Regions from separate parts of the Zea mays genome. Here region 2 is linked to region 1. The links are chromatin contacts, called in public Hi-C maps. All regions are on one chromosome and are shown on one strand. The core of a region is the stretch at or near the end of the contact, and the rest is flanking DNA. Distances in the headings are between cores, read along the strand shown.

Region 1 (3,788 bases), core at 841-3,340:
AGAGTTATTACATTAGAATATGAGGAGATAGAGAAGATTAGGGGATACCTTTATTTTAGGGCCAAGTTAGACAGGAAACACTGTTACATTAGAGACCTAACCAACCATTACACAGCTGCAGAGAGAACAAACGCATCTGTACGGCTTTGAAAAAAGATATGTGTACGTTGCTTGGAACAAAGGTTGGTGAGGTCTAACTGTCTAAGGTCTTGAGGTTTCAGTCAAAGCAGAGTCTGGATAACCCTACTATCTTAGTGTAAATCCCTGAAGTTTCAGAGGGTGGCCCATGCTTGCTTTGCTTTTTTACAGTGGAGTCCTACACTCCTACTCTACATGTATATATTCTATGGTTGGTTGTTTCATCTAAACATGTATAATAAATCCAAGAGCATGTGTTCAGTTCAGGAAAACAGCAGCAGCACAAGGCAACCAAAAGTCAGAAAAATAATGCTGCAGATTCAACCAGGGGCAGATGGTGCTGCATATGACTTGGTGCCTGCCTACAGTGAGAGATGTGTGAGCGAGACCACTTTGCAGTGTTTACAGCTAGCTTGCGGCAGCTTGTGTTCTCTCTCTCTCTCTCTCTCTCTCTCTCTCTCTCTCTCTCTCTCTCTCTCTCCTTTGGCTCAGAATGGATTCAGATAAACAACTCGTAGCACCACACCCGCCCACAGCTAGCGCACAGTCACAGAGGCTGCTGCAAGTCTCGCTATCACAGGCAGCAGGCCAGGCCACGGATGGATGGATGGACGGAATAAAAATGTGGATGGATGGATGGATGGATGGATGGCGAGGCACAATGATAAGGTGTGTTCCACACACGATGATAAAAAGCGTCAGGCGGAGGCTGCTCGCTCTTGCGCTAAAGCGCGGCTGGCTGCAGCAACTGCAAAGGCAAAAGACCCCTCTGTCTTGAGTGCATAAACAAAAACCCCCTTGCCCCCTGTAGCTGCCCCCTCCTTCATTCCGTTTAGGGGCAGGGAGGTAATTAGGCAGATGCTTATAATCGATTGATTAATCCACGCGGACACGCTCCTCCAAACACTTTCTTTTCCCCGCGCCAACAACAGCAGCACTATCAACTTCCCACTGACGACAGTACAACACACACACACTGCGTGTGAGTGTGTGACACACCATCATATACAGAATGTAATTTATTAGTAAGTAGTGTGTGTCGTGTGTGGCGAAAAGAGAAATGGCGGCTGCGGCGGTGGGGGGCCATGCCATGCCATGCATAAGGAGCTTAGCTTGCTTACCGGCAAACGGTGGAGAGAGAGGAACCGGTCCATGTAGTTGACGGCGAGGTAGGCTGTCAATGGAAGAAACCCATAGTATTCTTGCACCTGATGGCGACGAAGAAGGAGACAGAGCGAGAAGAACAGTATATAAGATGAGATTGCTTGCTGAGTTCATATATCTATCTATATGCATGCATATTGTACAAATTAAACTGATAAGACTAGCAGAGCACGAAAAGCATGGTGAGAGAGCGAGCGAGAAAGCTAGCCAGCAAGCAAGCATGGTGGTGCGGCGTCTAATCTAATCCAAACGATGTGAAAAGCTTGCGAGTGTGTGTATATATAATATATATGGACTGGCGATCCGGCGTCCGTCACCTTGAGAATCCATGCGACCGACTCGGCGCGGGCGGCCGGGTCGATGGACCTGGAGCGGAGCCTGTCGGGGTAGTCCGGCCTGGGCGAGTACTGGGCCTCGCCGCCGATGAGCTCGGCGATGGATGCCGCCGCCGCCGCCGCCGAGTCGTCCTCGACAGCGGAGCAGCACCCGTCGTCGTCGTCGGTGGTGCACAGCAGGGCGCTGCCGGCGGCGTCGTCCTCGGCGCACAGGAGGTCGTAGGCGTCGCCCGGCATGCCGCCAGCGCCCGTGGGTGTGCGTCCCGTGCCGTCACTGCGACTCTGCCTCAGTGGGCGGCGGCCATTGCTGGCTGTCGTGCTGCACGGTGGGTGGTGACGCAGGCTTGCGCGCGCGGCGAGGTGGCCGGTCGTAGTGGAACAAGTGATGAGGGAGGGTAGAGGTAGATAGATTGTAGGCAGCGTAGCGTCAGGTCAGTGCGAGTGCGAGTGCGAGTGCGAGCGATCGATGTGAGAGCACTACGGCTGGATATCTATATAAAAAAAAAACTAGCTCGCCTAGCTACTGCCACTACATGCATGTGTGTATATGTGGAAGGGCTCACCATGCAATGCATATGAGGTCGGTCTGTAGGAATTTATCCTTGTGCTGTAGTATACGGTAAAACAAGAAAGAAAAATCGGATGGCTGCATGATGGACGGGTAATATAAGTAGGGAATGATTGGTAAAAGGAACCGTCTCATCCCATCACATCCTTTATACTACACATGAGTACATCACACACATGCATGTGCACCTGCCATCCTCTCTCTCTCTCTCCCGGCTCTCGGCTCTCGATGGTTTGCCGACCGAGGCCCCCACATGCCAGTGACGCGACGACGACGGCGACCAATGACAGTTCCGACTTCCGAACGAAAGGGGACCGACCCTCTGTCGCCGTTAATTTCCTTCCCGGCCGGACGTTGAGTTCGGCGAGCGTGACTGCTCGCGACTTTTATTTTTTCTTTTCATCGAGGATTCGAGGGGCTAGTGATCTAGTATAGTCGTCGTCTGGTCACTTACATGGAACAGCGTTTTTTAGGGACAAGATTGGGCTTCCTTCCTCCCCAAACTGCCAAGAATGAGACACGGTTGGGGCAGAGGTGTGTAAGCGACTGGTAGTAGTAGTAGGGTCCGGATGGCATGCCTGGTGCTCTGCAGTCCGGCGGCCATGGCCATGATTGGAGCACGGATGGTCAAGATCTACTCGAGCCAGGCAAGGTGTGGAGATCCGATCTGATCCATCGTCTGTCTGTTGGGCCTGTCGATACGGCCTGCTGCTGCTCATACACATACACATACACTATGGGAGGAGGAGGAGGAGGAGGGGTAGTAGCTGTAGTACCATGCATATATACTAGCATACCACCACCGATCCATCCGTCCGATCCCTATGTGCCGGCCGCACAGGCCCTAGCTCACTCCGACCCTTATGGGTTTCACATGAGTAAAGTATCTACAGAGCAGCAAATACACTGAAGCCTGGTATGCCCGTGCAATCAATCAATCAATCAATCGTATGACCCCCCAAAGCAAGCTAGTACATGATTACGGCCACCACATCCACATCCATCCATCCATCCATACGGTCGAAATTAAACGCAATGTATCCGGAGGAGGAGGACGACACGACACAGAGGTCCGTACCTTTGTTGGGATTGGGATTCAGGTATATATATGACTCTGCTGCATTGCAATGAAGTGAAGGAACGTATGGAGAACCTGTATCTCAAATAAATTGGCGTGCCCTACCACCATCTCTGCGCAGCCAATCCTAGGTCGAAACATAGCATATAGCTGGCATGAATTTCAGCCAACAATTATCTACGGCGCCGATGCAAAGGATATAGAAAATGGTAAAAAGGGGATGGAGGAGGAGGACCATACCTGCGCTGCGCATTACAGTTACAGCTGCTAGCTCACGGGCCACGGCCCACGGCACGCCATCTCCACACAGGCACACACCAGATCAGCTGCCCAAGACGATAGCCACCCTTCTGCATTCTGGACGGGCGTTGTTGACCCGGTCAGCGTCTGTCCGTCCTGCGAGGGGCAGGCAGCGTCCAGAGTGAGTTACAGTTTAGGACCTGTGGAGGATGTCACCGGGGATTCCCGTGCTTACGTCATAGCAAGGCGGCGTGACTCGATTTTT
Region 2 (3,788 bases), core at 486-2,985, 240 kb after region 1:
ATTGAGGAACTCTAAGCAAGGAGAACTATTCTTTGAACTCCGATTTAATTCTAACGCTAACCCCGACCTTAGTGTTGTTTAAAGTTTATAAATTTCAGGTTTCGCCTATTCACCCCCTCTAGGCGACTTTCAATGATGCTCATCAGCGGGGAGACATCAAAAACAGAATCGATGCGAGCAGGGCCACAGGGGTAGGACAAAATCAAGGACCATCCTTACCCTACCGCGTCCGACATGGGTGTCTGCGAAGACCGAGAAGCCGGTGACACCATGGTGGCCTGACGAGGTGATCGCGAAGTTGGCGCCAACTGGCCGGTGACACCATGGTGGCCCGACGAGGCGATCGCAAAGTTGGTGCAAACCAGATAGAAGGCGTAGGCGGCGATGGAGAGCAGCGCAGGTGTGAGGGCGCCAGACCTATTGATTGGTGAGGCGAGGGAGGGTAGGATAGACTCCTCAACCATGGGGTTGATCTTGGAGTGGAGGTCCCCTAGATTCTGCAACTCGCAGTCCCTGTCGTCGGTGCCAGTGCCCGACACCTCCTCCTGGAGTAGTGGTGCGGCATGGTCGTCGTCGATGGCCTGGACGGCGGCCACCAAAGTCGGCCTAGGAGGAGAGGAGAGTGGAGCAAAGGTGAGGGGTCGAGGGTTCTAGAAGGTTCTGCGGTAGGGTCGGCGACGAGGCAGACAAATATAAAGAGGCAGACTGCGACGATGGATCAAGCAGGGGTGGTGCACAAGCAAGCCGCATCGAACCATTCAGGAAGGAGAAGGGGATACAAACTGGGGTGGGTGGTGTGCCGTCGCGGGGATGAATGATGATGCTAGACGCGCATCGTCATTGCTTTCACATCCACAATTTAATTATAAAAAATATAAGTTTATTTTTACAAAAATGTTGGGATAATGACAATAAACATTAGTGTTTTATAGTACTCTCTCCGTCCTAAAATGTAGTTTTTTCTAGCCTTTTTTCTATCTACATTTATTCGAATGATAATGAATATAGATATACATATAAATTATATTCATGACGTATATTTATATGGTGTTTGGTTTCTATAGACTATTTTTTAGTCTTTCCATTGTGTTTTATTTTAGTACCTAAATTGTTAAATATAGTTATTAAATAGAATTTTAGTTTTTATATTTGGTAATTGAGGGACTAAAATAAAATAAAATAGAAAAACTAAAAATTAAACCAAACACTTCCTTAGTCTAAAAGGGGTTATATATTTTTTGATCAGGGTACAAGGATCTAGACCGACTAGCCACCCGGGCTAGTGCCTGTTCCCCGTAAAACGAATTATATTTGAGACTAAGGGAGGAGGGAGCAATAGAGAGACCTGGACTTCACTGTGATCATAAGGCTATTCACAATGGAGGTTTCATGGGGTGTTTCATGTATTAATTAGCCTGCCACATCAGCTATTTTGATGACATGTCACATCATTTAAGAAGGAAGAGTTTCATGGAGTTTCATGGGGATGAAACCATGTTAACTCGTTTCCAAGATCTTGGAAACTGTGTGAAACCTCCACTGAGAGTGTTTTGTTTCATCTTCATATAATTGAGTAAATCCTATTGGTTATTTATATGCAGCATTTAAGAAGTATGTTGACATATGAAATAGTGAGATGAAACTCTCTATTGAGAGAGGGTATTTCATTCATCCATAAATCTGATGTGGCATTTTTGGAAACAGTGACATGAAATCCCCATTGTGAATAGCCTAAACGACTCCACCCTAGTAGGCTAGTGCCCCTACCGGCCTACCCGAATGCGGCTGGAGGCAGCCCGGCCCAGCACAGCAGACACTCCGCCACGTCACCGTCGCCATGGCGCTGCACCACCTCCGCCTCGCGCCGCTCGCGCTCCTTCGCGCCGCAAGCCTCCCGCCCCTCGCCTCCTCCCGTATCGCCGCGCGCGGCCACCGCCGCGTTCTCCTCTTTGCGCCGCCGTCGTGGCCGTGGCGCCTTCTGTCGCCCGGTGCGAGGCCGCGCGCGCTTGCCACCGCTGCGGCAGAGGCCGACGATGCTACCTCGGGCTCGGGCAACGAATTCTTCGCAGAGAGCACGTCGTGGGCTTCACTCGGCGTATCCGAACGCCTCGCGTCCGCCCTTTGCAGTGCCGGGCTCTCGAGGCCTTCCCTTGTCCAGGTAAGGGGTCCGCTCGCTTCAGCTACAACACACGCCATATGTTCGACGAAATGTTGGACCTCCTGTGCACGTCTTATGCCTGTTTAACATGAGCAGTTCAGTTGGTAGATGTACATTTTATATTCTTTTGCTCGGCGCAGGTATTGAACTGAGCGAGCTCTTTGAGCTCTGTCTATTGTTGGGGAGTGGGGACTGGTCCCGTTTGCCTCTCAGGATGAACCGATGTCTATTCTAATTCCCAATGCTGTTACAATTTGTTTAATGAAGATTGTAACTCCTTGCATCTTAAATCTAAAATTGCAAGCACTTTACTATTTAGATAAGTAATTGAGCACTAGATGATTCAGGTTACATGCTTCTCTCCCTTTTCACCTCTGTGGGTTTAGTCAAATCAGTTCTGCTGTTAATGACCATATATATTTTCCTGTTGCAGACAATAAGAATGTAAATCCTTACAACTGCGAACCTTTTGTGGGTCCCAAGCAAGTTAGGGTATATAGGCTAATTGTGCACCGAATATACTAGTGCTGTCATCTCTTCAAGACACTTCCCTTTGTTGTTGTTTGATTCATAAATATGATTGATTTTTTATATATACCTTTTGAATAATTTTTCTGGTCTATCGATAGTTTCACTGGGATTTGTCCTACCAGTGGTGAATCTAGAGCAAAATTGAGGATGGTGCATTTGGCCTTGTGGGTGCATAAGATTTTTTTCCTAGGGGTGCATACATGGTGAAATTTTAACTGAATCTATAGAATCCATATTATTTCGGGGGTGCATTTGCACTCCCTAAACATAACCTAGCTTTGCCCATGTGTCCTACTATATTTCCAGATATGTATATCCTAATTGTCTTGTTCAGTGCCTACTGTTGCATGCAACTATGAAAAATACTAACATAAAGTTTCAAATTTTATGCAGGCAACCTGTATACCACATGTTCTCATGGCAAATGATGTAATTGTCGCAGCAGAGACTGGTAGTGGCAAAACCCATGGTTACCTTGTACCTTTGATTGAAAAGCTGTGCTCAAAATCTTCTACCACCAAAGATGACAATTGTCAGGACACCACCCCAGGAGCACATGACATGGTGTTGGTCCTTTGTCCCAATGTCATGCTCTGCGAGCAAGTTGTTCGCATGGCTAATTCATTACTTGACGAGTCTGGCAAACCACTTAAAAGAGCTGCTGCTGTTTGTGGGCCAAATGTATGCTCTATCTGAACGCCATCTATGAGTGTCATATTTCTGATTGACCCTATGTTAAACTCATATTTTTGTTATCCTACTTATAGATAAATATATAATTACCCTATCATGTTCCAATCTAAACTTCCATTTTAGTTTCAACTTTTCTGTAATGGAATGTCCTTTTTCCTAAAGTTGCGAGTGTGTTATCAACATGTGTCTTCATTTTAGGCTATTTACTTCCTATTTGTGGCTTTACTCTTACAACACATCATGCAATGATTCAGTAATGCAGTTTATTGTGGTGATGTTTTCCTTAATTTTTATTTCATGGCAGGGCTGGCCAGCTGTTCATCCAGATATTCTTGTAGCCACCCCAGCTGCTCTATTAAACTATCTATTTGACTATGACCCGGAAAAGAGGCGAAGAGAGAGATTC

Evidence for each region. Hi-C and Micro-C count contacts between places; a contact is called where the count stands out from the background.
Region 2: a Hi-C map of tassel shows a contact between it and region 1, with 4 times the contacts expected there. The contact joins the promoter of LOC103632701 here to the promoter of LOC100283450 in region 1. A contact is called at or near these places in 4 of 25 Hi-C or Micro-C datasets (ear, endosperm, leaf and 1 more).

The regions. Positions count from the first base shown.
Region 1 is chr7:110,042,497-110,046,284 of Zm-B73-REFERENCE-NAM-5.0, forward strand. It overlaps LOC100283450 (cyclin delta-2), which reads right to left and starts at 2,091. Exons shown (of 6, transcript NM_001156351.2): 1 at 1,620-2,091; 2 at 1,260-1,346. The coding sequence starts at 1,874.
Region 2 is chr7:110,284,300-110,288,087 of Zm-B73-REFERENCE-NAM-5.0, forward strand. It overlaps LOC103632701 (DEAD-box ATP-dependent RNA helicase 22), which reads left to right and starts at 1,736. Exons shown (of 7, transcript XM_008654447.4): 1 at 1,736-2,158; 2 at 3,083-3,370; 3 at 3,687-3,788. The coding sequence starts at 1,838.